Regions from separate parts of the Rattus norvegicus genome. Here all the other regions are linked to region 3. Evidence: chromatin contacts called from public Hi-C and HiChIP or PLAC-seq data. All regions are on one chromosome and are shown on one strand. The core of a region is the stretch at or near the end of the contact, and the rest is flanking DNA. Distances in the headings are between cores, read along the strand shown. Region 1 holds the start of Gtf3c6 (general transcription factor 3C subunit 6). Region 2 has its middle 19 kb from the start of Gtf3c6. Region 3 has its middle 29 kb from the start of Slc22a16.

Evidence for each region. Hi-C and Micro-C count contacts between places; a contact is called where the count stands out from the background. HiChIP or PLAC-seq counts read pairs in DNA pulled down with a chosen protein or histone mark.
Region 1: a Hi-C map of liver shows a contact between it and region 3, with 5 times the contacts expected there. The contact joins the promoter of Gtf3c6 here to the enhancer-like site in region 3. A contact is called at or near these places in 12 of 12 Hi-C or Micro-C datasets (the A7r5 cell line, the Rat2 cell line, Schwann cells and 7 more) and 1 of 1 datasets of contacts at active chromatin or transcription factors (oligodendrocytes).
Region 2: an H3K27ac HiChIP or PLAC-seq map of oligodendrocytes shows a contact between it and region 3, with 6 times the contacts expected there. The contact joins two enhancer-like sites. A contact is called at or near these places in 1 of 12 Hi-C or Micro-C datasets (the A7r5 cell line) and 1 of 1 datasets of contacts at active chromatin or transcription factors (oligodendrocytes).

The regions. Positions count from the first base shown.
Region 1 is chr20:45,220,909-45,225,215 of GRCr8, forward strand. Gtf3c6 (general transcription factor 3C subunit 6) reads right to left here and starts at 1,980. Exons shown (of 6, transcript NM_001108537.1): 1 at 1,381-1,980; 2 at 941-1,021. The coding sequence starts at 1,467. It overlaps LOC120099037 (small nucleolar RNA U3), which reads left to right and starts at 2,291; the gene lies at 2,291-2,504.
Region 2 is chr20:45,239,678-45,244,181 of GRCr8, forward strand. No RefSeq gene overlaps it. Among named protein-coding and RNA genes, the nearest start is that of Gtf3c6, 19 kb to the left of the region's middle. Within about 2 kb of position 1,729, at least 53 of the 93 cell types and tissues checked have an H3K27ac peak or open chromatin away from gene starts, as enhancers often do.
Region 3 is chr20:45,495,854-45,500,404 of GRCr8, forward strand. No RefSeq gene overlaps it. Among named protein-coding and RNA genes, the nearest start is that of Slc22a16, 29 kb to the right of the region's middle. Within about 2 kb of position 1,613, at least 48 of the 93 cell types and tissues checked have an H3K27ac peak or open chromatin away from gene starts, as enhancers often do. A contact at or near this core is called in Schwann cells and prefrontal cortex, where this site is marked.

The sequences.
Region 1 (4,307 bases), core at 730-3,229, 270 kb before region 3:
AGCTTTCTGACAAGAGACCTGAATTAATGCCAAATAACAGAAGCTTTGAAAGACCACTCACTCACCAACCCACGGCAGGACGTAGACTACAGCAGGAGCAGTAATATCAAGGCAACCATTTTGCCCCTCCCTCTTGGGTGACTTTTTTTTTTTTTTAATTTCTCTAGAACCCCTTACAGAACCAGAACCAAAATGGTGATCAACAGGACCATAGGTCTGGCCAAGATCACCTATTCTGCCTCCATATTCCCTTTTCTATATAACATCAAAGTTCTTGTCAGCCCTTTGTGGATTATCTCCTTCCAACATGGCCACACTGTTTAAATCTCCCTTATCCTGCTGTTCATCTCTGGTTTTTGTTTTACAGGGTTTTTCTTTGTTTGTTTTTTCAACAGGGTTTCTGTTTCCTGGCTGGCTTGGAATTTACTATGTAGCCCAGGCTGGCCTCAACCCACTGAGATATGCCTGTTTGGGCTTCCCATGCATTGAGCGGGATTAAGAGTATGTTCACTATGCCTGAGTAGACTTTCTGTTGTTTTGAGACAGGGTCTCTCTATGGGTCTGTCTGTCTTGGAACTTGCTATGTCCACCATACTACTAATCTCTGATTGGTATGTTTGGGTAAGTGGCAGAAATTAGCTTGTTTAAATATTTGGAGCCAAGGATTTTGCCCAAAAACTTTTATAACAATTAACTTCATCCCCCCCCCCCCAGCCCCCAAGACAGGATTTCTCTGTGTAATAGCCCTGGGGACTCTCTCTGCAGACCAAGCAGGCCTCAGACTCAAGAGATCCTCCTGCCTCTGCCTTGAGAGTGCTGGGATTAAGGTATGCACCACCATCAGGCAATAACTTAATACTATAGATTGTGTCTTCTCCAGGTTTTTTGAAGACGGGATGGCTTTCTGTAGCTACAACACTCCCCGAATTCTAAGACTCACCAAAATCTTGCATTTATTTTCACATTTGGAGAGAAAGTCTGTATCAATAATTCCTGACAATTCCACCAGAACAAACTGCTCCTGGTGGAAGAAAGCAAAGTTAATAAGGTTGTATACGTATAAGTATAAGTTAGTAAGGTTGTATTAATAAGGTTAATAGGGGACAGTAAACAAGAAATGCCCCAAATTCCTCTGCGAAAACTCGATCTAGTTTCTGGTGGAAACCTACTACCTCTGGAACAGCCCAGACTACCTCAATTCTTTCTAGAATGGGTAAATCCGAACTGGAGCTAGCCCTCCAAGGCTTCTCAGGCTTCTGAAAGCAAGCGAGCGATCTACGGGCCTCCCTCACGCTGTCCGCATCCTGGACTCCTTTCCCCACCCTGGGGTGGCTCAGCCAAGAACGCCGACCCTGCAGGCCTCTGGCCCGCGTTTACAACCTCCTCTATCTCCTCTTCTTCCTCCTCCTCATCTTCGTCCTCCCAACTGGGATCCACTGCCGCCGCCATAGCGCTCAGAGACTCCATCGCTGGCCACGCCCCCTGCAGCCGCCATCTTAGATACGGGCAGCGGCGTCCCCTATCCGGCCATTGCGGCGCATGACGCACACACGCCTCGCCAGGGAGCAAGATGGCGACGCCAGGCTTCCGTAAGGGGCTCCCTCGTGGAGACTAAAACACGCTCCGAGCTTTGGGAATTTAGGATATTTAGCCCCACTTTGAGGAACGTGGCTCATAGAGCTCAGGCTGCTCTGAACTCAGTAAGTAGCTGAGATGAGCTAATCAACTGCATCCACCTCCTACTTAAAAACCTCACATACATTGTCTGCTGCACATAAGACTAGAGAATCAATGGTGGCCTACACCTTTCATCCCAGCAACTAAAGGTGCGGAGGGAAGAAGATTAACGCAAACTCTAGGCCAGGGTGGCTACATAGTTCACACAAACGCAGCAGCGATGCTACCGAATGTTACCCGGGGAAGATTGCAAGGGTGCAATCCGGAAAGGAGAGGAAACAAACACCCATCTCACAACAAAATGCAACCTAAGAAACCGCACACACCCTTTAAAAACCGGTCCGGAAGTGGTTTTGTTTGGGCGACTGAAGACACTGGCGTATGATTGGCTGCCATCTTCGATATGTTAATTATGGACGTAAATCTGAGTTAGTTTACAGTTAATAATTATTCAGGATGATTTTTTTTTGCAAAAGACTATATAAACTCAGCTTCGAAATGCATGTGTGTGGTATTTCTTTGGAGACTATTGCGGGGTGGGGGGGGGAAATGTCACCATTTGTAAAAAATGGGCTGCCGCGTGTGACGTCGTGGCGGTTGGCAGTGCTCAGGCAAGACTATACTTTCAGGGATCATTTCTATAGTTCGTTACTAGAGAAGTTTCTCTGACTGTGTAGAGCACCCGAAACCACGAGGAGGAGACGTAGCGTTCTCTCCTGAGCGTGAAGCCGGCTCTTAGTGTTGCTTCCTGCAACTGCTATTGGCCATTGATGATCGTTCTCGATCCTCTCTGAGGTTCGAGAGGGAGAGAACGCAGTCTGAGTGGTTTCTTTTTATTCCTTGTTTAAAGATTAGAACTAACCTTGGTGTTAATACCTAGTCATTGCGAGTAGGTATGGCTGCAAGCTGACCACAAAACGTCTCTAGGTCTGGTCACAGCTAGGTCCTTTTTCATTTGAAGAAGGTTTTCATTGTGTTTTCCTGTTTCTTCTCTCTACAGCTAAAACTAAAGGTTTTTTTCGTGCTAAAGCTGCTGGTGACTGGATTGCTTTTCATGTTGTCTTATGACAGTGCCTGCATGGTCACGTGCCCCACTTTTTTTTTAAATGTATCATACACAAGTTCACTGTAGCTGTCTTCAGATACACCAGAGGAGGGCATCAGATCCCATTACAGATGGTTGTGAACCACCATGTGCTTGCTGGGTGTTGAACTCAGGGCCTCTGGAAGAGCAGTCGGTGCTCTTAACCGCTGAGCTATTTCTCCAGCCCCCACCCCCTTTTTATTTTTCCCCCACTAACTTTTTTTAAAAGGCTTTTTTTGAATACTATTAACTAAATAAGAAGGGAGAAGGGATCCAGAAACAGTTTCTATGTTTTTAAATGTGATATTGATCGCAATATTCAAACACTGCCACTAGGAGGCGACAAGTGACTTAACAATCTGCTCCTTATTATTCTTTTATATGAAAAGCTTATATGAGAAAGTTTATTGCTTTCTTTTCTCTCTCTTTTTGGCTTTTCGAGACAGGGTTTCTCTGTTTATAACTGCCCTGGCTGTTCTGAAACTCATCTTGTAGATCAGGCTTGCCTCCTCCTGCCTTTGCCTGTGCTGGAATTAAAGGTATACACCACCATGCCATGTTTTATACCATAATTCTTGTAAAAGATCCTTTAGAGGTAACATTTTGTTTCAGAAATGAACATTTTGCGGTTACATAAGTTATATACAGTAAGTTTTTGTTATTCTGTTGTAAACTTGTACCTTACATGGATGAGAAAATGAAGTGCAAGCTTTGGGATGTAGCTCAATGGCAGAGCGCTTGCCTGAAACCTTCAATAAAAACCCTGGATCCTTGCCTGGCGGTGGTGGCCCACGCTTTTATACCCAGCGCTCGGGAGGCAGAGGCAAGATCTTTGAGTTTGAAGGCCAGCCTGATCTAGAGAGTGAGTTCCAGGATAGCCAGGGCTACACAGAGAAACCCTGTCTTAAAAACAAACAAACAAACAAAAAAAAAAAAAACCAAAAAAAAACTTTAGCCCAACTGCCACTGCCAATGGGCGGGGCGGGGCGGGGCGGGGCGGGCGGGGCGGGGCGGGGCGGGGCGAAAACTACTTGGAGCTAGCTAAGTAAGGCGGCTTCAAATTTCAGCTGTATCACAATGAGTTGGAAGGTTTCTCCAGATCCCTGAAGCTCCGGGGATCTAATTATGGAAAGTTCAGGGTAGGACAGATAGCAAATGAGTAGATCATACGGATGCTCTGGTCTAAGGAATTCAGTTGAGAATCTACTAGAAAATAATAACAAGGAGCCATTTGCAAGCAACCATTGCACAACTAAAGCAAACTAGAGCAAACCTAAGTATTCCAGCTAGATAGAGTAATAATAGCTGTGAAAATAAATCATAAATCTTTATTTTCATTTCATTATTTTTACGTGTATAGGTGTTTCACCTACATTAATGGTCTGTGGACCACACGTTAAAACAAAAATAGCTGAGAGTGATGGCACAAGCAATTGTGATGTCCCAGCATTTGGAACTGGTTTCCAGAGTGAACTTTAGACCAGCCAAGGCTTCGTAGTGAGACACTGTGAAGAAGAAGAGGAAGGGGGGGGGAGGAAAAGGCAAA
Region 2 (4,504 bases), core at 479-2,978, 260 kb before region 3:
AGACCAAGAGTGTTTATTCTGCAGAAACCACCAGCACGCAGGGGTCAACCATTCATCAAAATGGCAATGACTTGAGGGGCTAGCTGGCCCCTTTTATGCAGGGCTGGGGGAATTTTCCACAAGGGTTAGGTAAGGTAACCTCTAACACGATTGGTAGAGGAAGTGTAGTGACATTAGTACACTTTTGATTGGTTGCTATGTCAGTTTTATTATATTCGGTGAGGCCTTGGAGAATTTTTGGAACAAGCTCAGATCTGGCCTTGTTATCTCCTCAGCTCACTGTCCCAGGAGCTGACTCAGCTGCAGACTTACCCTCCCTCAGTCAGGGCCATCACTGACTAAAGGCACATGGTCAGCAGCTCCCTCTGAGGAGCCCAGCATACTTCCCGAGGGAACTGAAAATTTTATTCCCAAGGTTTTTGGACTCCTCGGTTTCACTTAAAGTGGATGCTTTGCCAAGTGAGATGCACACATCTTTAATCCCAGCACTCAGGAGGCAGAAGCAAACAGATTTCTGTCAGTTCCAGGAAAGCCAGGGTGACATAGAAAGAACCTGTCTCAAAAAGAAGAGGAAGGAGCTGGAGAGATGGCTCAGCGACTGCTCTCCCAGAGGTCCTGAGTTCAATTCCCAGCAACTACATGGTGGCTCACAACCATCTGTAATAGGATCTGATGCCCTCTTCTTGAGTGTGTCTAAAGAGAGTGACGATGTATTCATATATGTAAAGGGAGGAGGAGGAAGAGGAGGAAGAAGAAGAAGAGGAGGAGGAAGAGGAAGAGGAAGAGGGGGAGGAAGAGGAGGAGGAGGAGTTGTTTTAGGGCCAGCACGACATCTCAGTAGAGCTGCCTAGGTTCAATCCCCAAATTTTTCAAGGTAGAAGTAGAAGTAGAGAAACAACCTCTGACAGCTGTCACATACACCATATACACACAGAAACACACCCTACATATATACATACATACAACACACACACATATACCATATACACACAGAAATACACCCTACATATATACATACATACAACACACACACATGCACATACACCATATACACACAGAAACGCACCCTACATAAATACTTGCATACAACACACACACATGCACATACACCATATACACACAGAAATACACCCTACATATATACATACATACAACACACACACACATACACCATATACACACAGAAACACACCCTACATATATACATACAACACACATATACCATATACACACAGAAACACACCCTACATATATACATACATACAACACACATATACCATATACACACAGAAACACACATTATGCACACACATATGCACATACACCATATACACACAGAAACACACACACACACACACACACACACACACACACACACACACACTGAACTTTTAACTGCTAGGTTACGTATCTCCCTGTAAGGCTGAAGCAGGAGGATCACAAGAAATTCCAAGCCAGTTTGGGCTACACAGTGAGTCTCAGGCCATCCTGAGTGAGATCCTATCTCAATATGTGTGTGTGTGTGTGTGTGTGTGTGTGTGTGTGTCTCTCTGTCTGTCTGTCTGTCTGTCCATCCGTTTGTCTGTGAAAGCTTGGAGGAAAAGGGTAAAACACACTAAGATAAAGTAGTTTACATTTTCTCGTGATTGCTGTGTTTAACAGGGCTGGCGGTCTCCCAGAGAAGGAACAAAGCTTCACTGTGAGCATAACCTTGCAGAGCTGGGCTTGGCAGCCGAGTCCACTGAAGAGAACAGGGCTGACTTTCTGCTCCCAAGGTCACACTCTGGATCGGTCGTGAAGAAGAACAAGAGATGTGTCTAGAAACATACAGCAGAACATAAAACTTGACTATGGGGACCACTCGCAATAAAGAAGCAAAAGGAAAACGACTCAGGGCCGCTTTTCCACCCCACACGTGCTGGGCCAGCGCTCCACCGCTGAGCTGTACCCTGACACGATAAGCAAGCTCTTCAGCTGCTTTAGGCTGCGTCAAAAAATAGGAAGACTGGGCCACATAACCCCGAGGCCCCCTAATGCCAGCAGCCTTGATCCTCTTCAGGAACAAAAGGGTCTTGTGGTTGAGAGAGAAGGGAGGACGGTGAGCGGCGTAGGATGCGGACAGAGCTGGAACTGCAGCGTCATTCACTGCACCCACTGTTACAGCAGTCTGCTAGCGCTTGCTGTGAAAAGAGCGCACTGTGTTCTCCAGATAGGAAGTCCCGGTTCCTGTCTGGGTTTGTGAGCTTCCCCCCTTCGTTAGGCACTTATCTGTATGAGACCAGTTTCCACTATGTGACCCTCCTGGAGGGATATAGCCTTGTTCAAGTCTCTGTCCCATCTTACTGTGCAAAACGTCTTGCAGATAGATTGTAGGTCTCATCAAACGATGACTTCCCGAGCGAGTACTATACGGGAGTTGTGAAACCAGTTTTTCAATGTCATTTCTCACAAATATTTATGTTTCTTTATGCTAATTAAATCGGTGGCCCACGTATCAGGTTCATCCCCCTCTAGGAAGTACTGTGATGTTCACAGACTTTAATGATGGCTTACTCTTTTTTTTTTGTTTTGTTTTATTTTGTTTTGTTTTTTGGTTCTTTTTTTTTTTTTTTCGGAGCTGGGGACCGAACCCAGGGCCTTGCGCTTCCTAGGCAAGCGCTCTACCACTGAGCTAAATCCCCAACCCCTTGATGGCTTACTCTTATTAACTGTAGCACCCTGGTGGCTCAGCACAGCGAGGCCGCCCTATATTCCCATGTTAGTCTTGGAGTTCAGCTCAGCGAAGAAGCACTTATGGTGTCTTGCACCTTGTATGCCTGGTACGTCACAACCAAGATACTAAATTAATATTCCATGGTGGGCACGGTCAACAGGAAAGAGACTTGCTTGTAAGGATTCCAGCTCATTGCTTACCAAATTCACTCAAATGTTGGTTTCCGGAAGGGCGGTGCTTTGGGGTCACAGGCTCTGATCTTGGTGGGACAGCCTATAGCCTCTCTCAGCTCATCCTAGGGAAAGCCTTCTGGTAGAGTACTTTACCAATTCAGAAGAGGATAAAATGTAAGGGAAGGATGGGACTAGGGGGGAAATGAAGGGAAAGAAGAAAGCAAAAGAAAGAAAAATGTTTTTTATTTATTTTGGTTTTGGTTTGGGGGCATTGTTTGTTTGTTTTTGTTTTGTTTTGTTTTGGTTCTTTTTTTTTTTCCAGAGCTGGGGACCGAACCCAGGGCCTTGCGCTTCCTAGGTAAGCGCTCTACCACTGAGCTAAATCCCCAGCCCCTGTTTTGTTGTTTTTAAACACAGGGTTTCTCTGTCCTGAAACTTGCTCTGTAGACCAGACGGACCTTGAACTCACAGAGTTCTGATTTCTCACTTTGTCTGCCACTCAACTGGACATCACTTTCAAACATGGATACTTCTTTCTATGAAGTAATTTTACCTCTTTTGTTTGAGATTAAAGGTGTGTACCAGGGCTAGAGAGTTGGCTCAGTGGTTAAGAGCACTGACTGCTCTTCCTGAGGTTCTGAGTTCAAATTCCAGCAACCATATGGTGGCTCACAGCCATCTGTAATGGGTTCGATGCCTTTTCTGGTGTGTTTGAAGACAGCTACAGTGTGGTTATATAGAATAAATAAACCTTTTTTTTAAAAGAAAAAGGTGTGGGGGACTGGAGAGATGGCTCAGTGGTTAAGAGCACTGTCTGCTCTTCCAGAGGTCCTGAGTTCAAATCCCAGCAACCACAGGGTGGTTCACTACCATCTATAACGAGATCTGATGCCCTATTCTGGTGTGTGTGAAGACAGCTACAGTGTACTTATATATAATAAATAAATAAATTTAAGAAAAATTTTAAAAATGTAAAAGGTGTGTACTAAGGCCATGTCTATAATCTAGCCAGAAGGATTAAAGGTGTGTGCTAAAGGACGAGGATAAGTCACACCACAACTAGAGACAGACAGACAGACAGACAGACAGACACACACACACACACACACACACACACACACACACCACCCCTGTATGGAGAACTTTTGGGGCCACTTCTAGAAGTTGGGCAGAAATTTGACTCTGGGCTAAGACAGGGAAGTAGGCTGAGATAAGAATATTTACATTTGGGTTAACTCAGCGGAGGAGGGTGTGTTATTCCTTTAATCTTGGGCAACCTGATAAGCCCCTAGAAACAGTGATCACCGGACTTTGTTGCCTAGCTTGCTCCTTGACTTAGAACTGACCTTACTCTTTGCATGTACTTAGAATGGTATAAAAGCAGGCTGGAGAAGGATAACACCCCCCCCCCCCCCCCGTCAGCCTCAACCCTGACTGGAGTCATGTTATGTTTTCTAGTTGTCTTTTTCTTTTCCATTCTCACTCCCTCCCTTGAGACCCTGTTCGGCTGACTGAGCTGGCTTGGTCATTCAGTAAAGAACACAATCTGAGGGACCATAGTGCGATTAAATATCCTGCAGTGTTAATGAAGCTGACCTATATATTTAAGAAGTATCCT
Region 3 (4,551 bases), core at 363-2,862:
GTGGCGCAAGACCTGCAGTCCTGTTGTGGGTGGGTGGCGGAGACTAGAACAGGATCTACTGCATTCCCTTCTTCACAGTTAGCAAGCAGTAATAGCCCCGAGACAAGATAAAACAAAATCTGACATGGCCAGCAATTCCAGACACCCCCAAGTCTCCTGGGGGGGTCCCCAGAAAAAGCAGTTAATCAGAGAAAGAAGCTCCATCGGGAAGGAATCACAATAAAGCCAATCTAAAGTCTTTCTGGAAATTGAGTTGTTTGAACAATTACCTCAAGGCTATTTATTAAAGAGCAGAACTCAGTGTTCAGAGGGCTTGTCTTGGACCAGTTCTCAGTCTAAAGGACTCCCAACATAGATCTCGGGTGAGTGCACACCAGGATTATACTGTCCAGGGATGCCCAGGGATCCTGCCTAGCAGGAGTTAACCAAAAGAAAGAAAGAAAGAAAGAAAGAAAGAAAGAAAGAAAGAAAGAAAGAAAGAAAGAAAGAAAGAAGGAAAGAAGGCAAGCTCATCTGGAACACACAAATCTAAGACACACAGCTTTCTTAAACCTCATTAACATAACCTCAATCCACAACTGGATTCAGTTACCTCGGGGAAAGAAAGGCGTTTTCTCATAGAGCTGGCTGTGAGCAGGGGTCAGTCATGACAAAGACAAGCCTGTGTGTTCTTTGTCCTTTCCCTGGCACTGCCAGGCCTTGAGCCCTTTGGATCAGTTCCTCGGGGACAAGTTCTTGTTTGGTTTTCAGCTGTTTTTTCTCCAGAGTTGAGGATAGAGGGAGGAGGGAGCCGGGTGACTTGTGTGACTGGTGGCACTGATGGACCACACAGAAAGAGTCTGTGCTGGGGTGTCCCTTAGGAGTGGCTGTGGGAAAGATTGACATCCTGGGAAGAGCCTGGGGGGGGGGGGTCCTAGTGGGTCTCCATATTATATATTAATTTTTCTCCCTTATTTTCTTCCTTTTTCCCTTTTATTGAAAATAGATTTTTTTCTTTCAATCTATTCTGATTCTAGTTTCCCATCCTCCAAGTCCTCCTTCTCCTCTCCATTTGGATCCACACCCTTTCAGGCTTCCAAGGGATGGTAATAAAATAAAATAAGGTAAAAAAAAAAAAAACAAATTGGAATAGGACAAAACAAAGAGAAGAAAAAGAACCAAAGAAATAACATGAGGAACACATGTAGATGTGATGTGTGAGTGCACGCACACACACACACACACACACACACACACACACACACACACACATGCACGCACACAGGAATCCCATTAAAAACACAAAACCAGAAGCCACAATGTATATGCAAGGAACATGTAAGGTTAAAAGAGGGGACTGGCGGGGTTGGGGATTTAGCTCAGTGGTAGAGCGTTTGCCTAGCAAGCACAAGGCCCTGGGTTCGGTCCCCAGCTCTGAAAAAAAAAGAAAAGAAAAAAAGAGGGGACTGGCATGACATTATGGGACAAAGTCTGTCTCAAGGTGCCACTGTATTCATCTTGTGTTGGTCATTACTGCTGGGCATAGGCTCTGGGGCCTGGCTTTAAGAGTGGTTTGATTCCCCAGAGAGTGGTTATCAACTGGAGATAGCTTCTGGGCTAGGGGTGGAACTTGTGCCCACTTTTCCTCTCAGTCCTCGGCCCCCATCAGGTGCAGAGCCATGCAGGCCCCGCGAATGCTGCCATAGCCTCTGCGAGTCAATGTGCTGTGTAGAAGGCCCTGTTTCCTTGTGTCCTCTGTCCCCTCTGGTTCTTACATTCTCTGCCTCCTCTTCCTTGGGGTTCCCTGATCCCTGAGGGGAGGGGTCTGATGGAGACATCTCCCCAGTTTTGGGTTTTAATAGGATTCCTCTGTGTGTGTGTGTGTGTGCTTGTATGTGTGTGTTTTTAATGTGTGTATATATGTGTATGTGTGTGCATTAGTGTGTTTGTATGTGTGTATATGTGCATGTATGTGTGTGTATGTGTGTATGTGTGCTTATGTATGTATATGTGTGTATATTTGTGTTTGTGTGTGTACATGTGCACATGTGTGTATGTGTGTGTTTGTGTGCACATGTGTGTATGTGTTTGTGTGTATGTGTTTATGTGTGTGCACATGTGTGTGCTTGCGTGTATGTGTGTTTGTGTGTATGTGTGTACATGTGCACATGTGTGCATGTGCGTGTTTGTGTGTATGTGTGTGTTTGTGTGTATGTGTGTGTTTGTGTATATGTGTGTGTTTATGTGTGTGCACATGTGTGTGCTTGTATGTATATGTGTTTTTGTGTATGTATGTGTCTGCACATGTATGTATGTGTGTGTGCTTGTGTGTATGTGTATGTGTGCACACACATGTGTGTTCTGAGGTCCTCTCACTCTCTGCACACGGTCCAGCTGTTTATATCTCTGTTTCCATCTTCTGCAGGAAGGAGCTGCTCTGACAATGGCCATGCGAGAAGACGCTGGTCTGAGTACAGCAGGATGCCATTAGGAGTCATGTTATTGCTATGTCCCTTTAGCAGAACTGTAGTATTTGATCTCGCCCTAAGTCTATGGTCTACCTCGTCTCAGGTTCGTGACAACCCAAGGCAAGGATTCCGTCTCACAGTGTGGGCCTTAAATCAATCAGATGTTGGTTGGTTACCCCCTCGTGTGCTCTGCCACTGTTGCACCAACATATCTTGCAGGCTGGTCACCATCGTAGATCCGAGGGTTTGTAGCTTGGTGACTGTTCACCTTTCTCTACTGATTTTGTGTTGAGACTCATGCAGCTCATGTTGGCTGCCCTTAAACCCCTGGTCTTCCTGCTTCAGCCTCTCTAGTGCTGAAAGTACAGATGTGCATCACCACCCCTAGCAGTAGCTGGGTATTATTGTTTTCAAGTATTAGTAATACTTGACACACAGAGTGTTTTTACTGTGTACTAGGCGCTGTTCTGAATAATATTCTATAGTTTAACTCACGTAATCCTCTCAATCTTGTGAAGCAGGTGTTTTGTCTCTCCCACTTTACAGATTGGAAAACTGAGGCACACAGAGACAATTTATTTGCCCAAGGTTATGTAATCAGCAGGTAGTTCAAAGCCTGGGCTTTGAATTGTCTGGTACTGACTGTTGAAGAGTAGGTAACGAAAAGTCTAAACGAAGACACAGGTGTTATTTAGCTGCTAAACATTGCAGCAGAACTCTTTTTCCTTTCCTCTTTCTATTGTCCTTCCTTCTTCCCTCCTCTCCCTCCCTCTCCTCCCTCCCTCCTCCTCCCTACTTTTCCTCCCTCCCTCTCCTCCCTCCTTCCCCACCCTGCTTCCCCTCCCTCCCTTCCTTCCCCCTCTCTCTTTTTGTTGGACTTTGGATCCAGGACCTCATACTGCTCTCACACACTCTCTTCCTCTATCACTAAGCTACATCCCCAGCCCCGGTTCTCCGTTCCCAGGCCATTGGTGTAAAGACGCTGTTCTCTGAAAACAAATCAAGCACAGATCTCAAGGGGAAACGTTTGGGCCTCGAGTCCACCCTCTGTCAAAGCACTTCAGATGCTGGTATGTTGCTATGACCACAAAGAAGGCATGGATCTACCCAGGGAAACTGAGGTCCCAGGAAAGAAGTGGGGCAGCAGGGGCTCATGCTTCAGTCTCGGGAGCTTCAAAGCCTCAGGCACACCAGTGGTGAGTGTTCAGGAAATCTTGATGGTGCCCAACTTCCTCCCTCCTCAGCCTGACAAACTCAACTGCTTCCTGTAGGGGCTCTAACGTCCCCTTACCTTGCAGTTTCCTCTGTTCAATAAACATCTTACAATATTCTAAGCTACCCATCGGGACAGTCATGAGTTTGGTGCCAGAGGTTGGGACTGTTTAAGGAGCTCTGCTTTGCTAACTAGAATGGGTGGAGCTTTCTTAGAGTGAACAGACGGTGGGGGAGAACTCCTCTCTAGTCTAGGGGCTAAGTTGAAGGTTTTCACAATGTCAGCAGTGCACTGTGCCTTCCCGAGGCAGCCTCCCCAGCACCTTCCAGCAAATGACTTCTGCTGGAATGCTCCAGGCTCTGCAGTAGCTGAGTGGGTGCCTCCCCTTGGCCAGCTTCCCTCACCACCCCTTGCACAGCTTTTCAGCAGTTGGCTTCTTTAGCACTCCAGAGAGCGGGTTTCTGGAAAGGTCAACCCTCACGACCTTTTCCACCCATGAGGTCTGGGACAAGATGGCCTCCATCTTGAATGCTCTACCTGGGAGTAGGGGCTGAGGATGCTAGCTGCTGTCTCTTTCTCTGCTCTTCTGATATTCCTTAATGCCACCTTAGGTCTCACTGACCTATTCCTGCTAATGTCAGTCTCCTGAAAATCACTCTTTAGAGTTTACTTGTAGAAATTACTGAGGTTTTTGCCTCTTCATTGGATATGGATATATATATATATATATATATATATATATATATATATATAGTTTAGTAATTATATATAATAACTCGAATATAATAGTTACATATAATTTCACCATGTCTTTGTGTACAGCAGAAAGTCTGACAGAGAACACGGTTGCAAGAATAAAAAAGATATCTAAAACCTATTTAAATGTGAGCT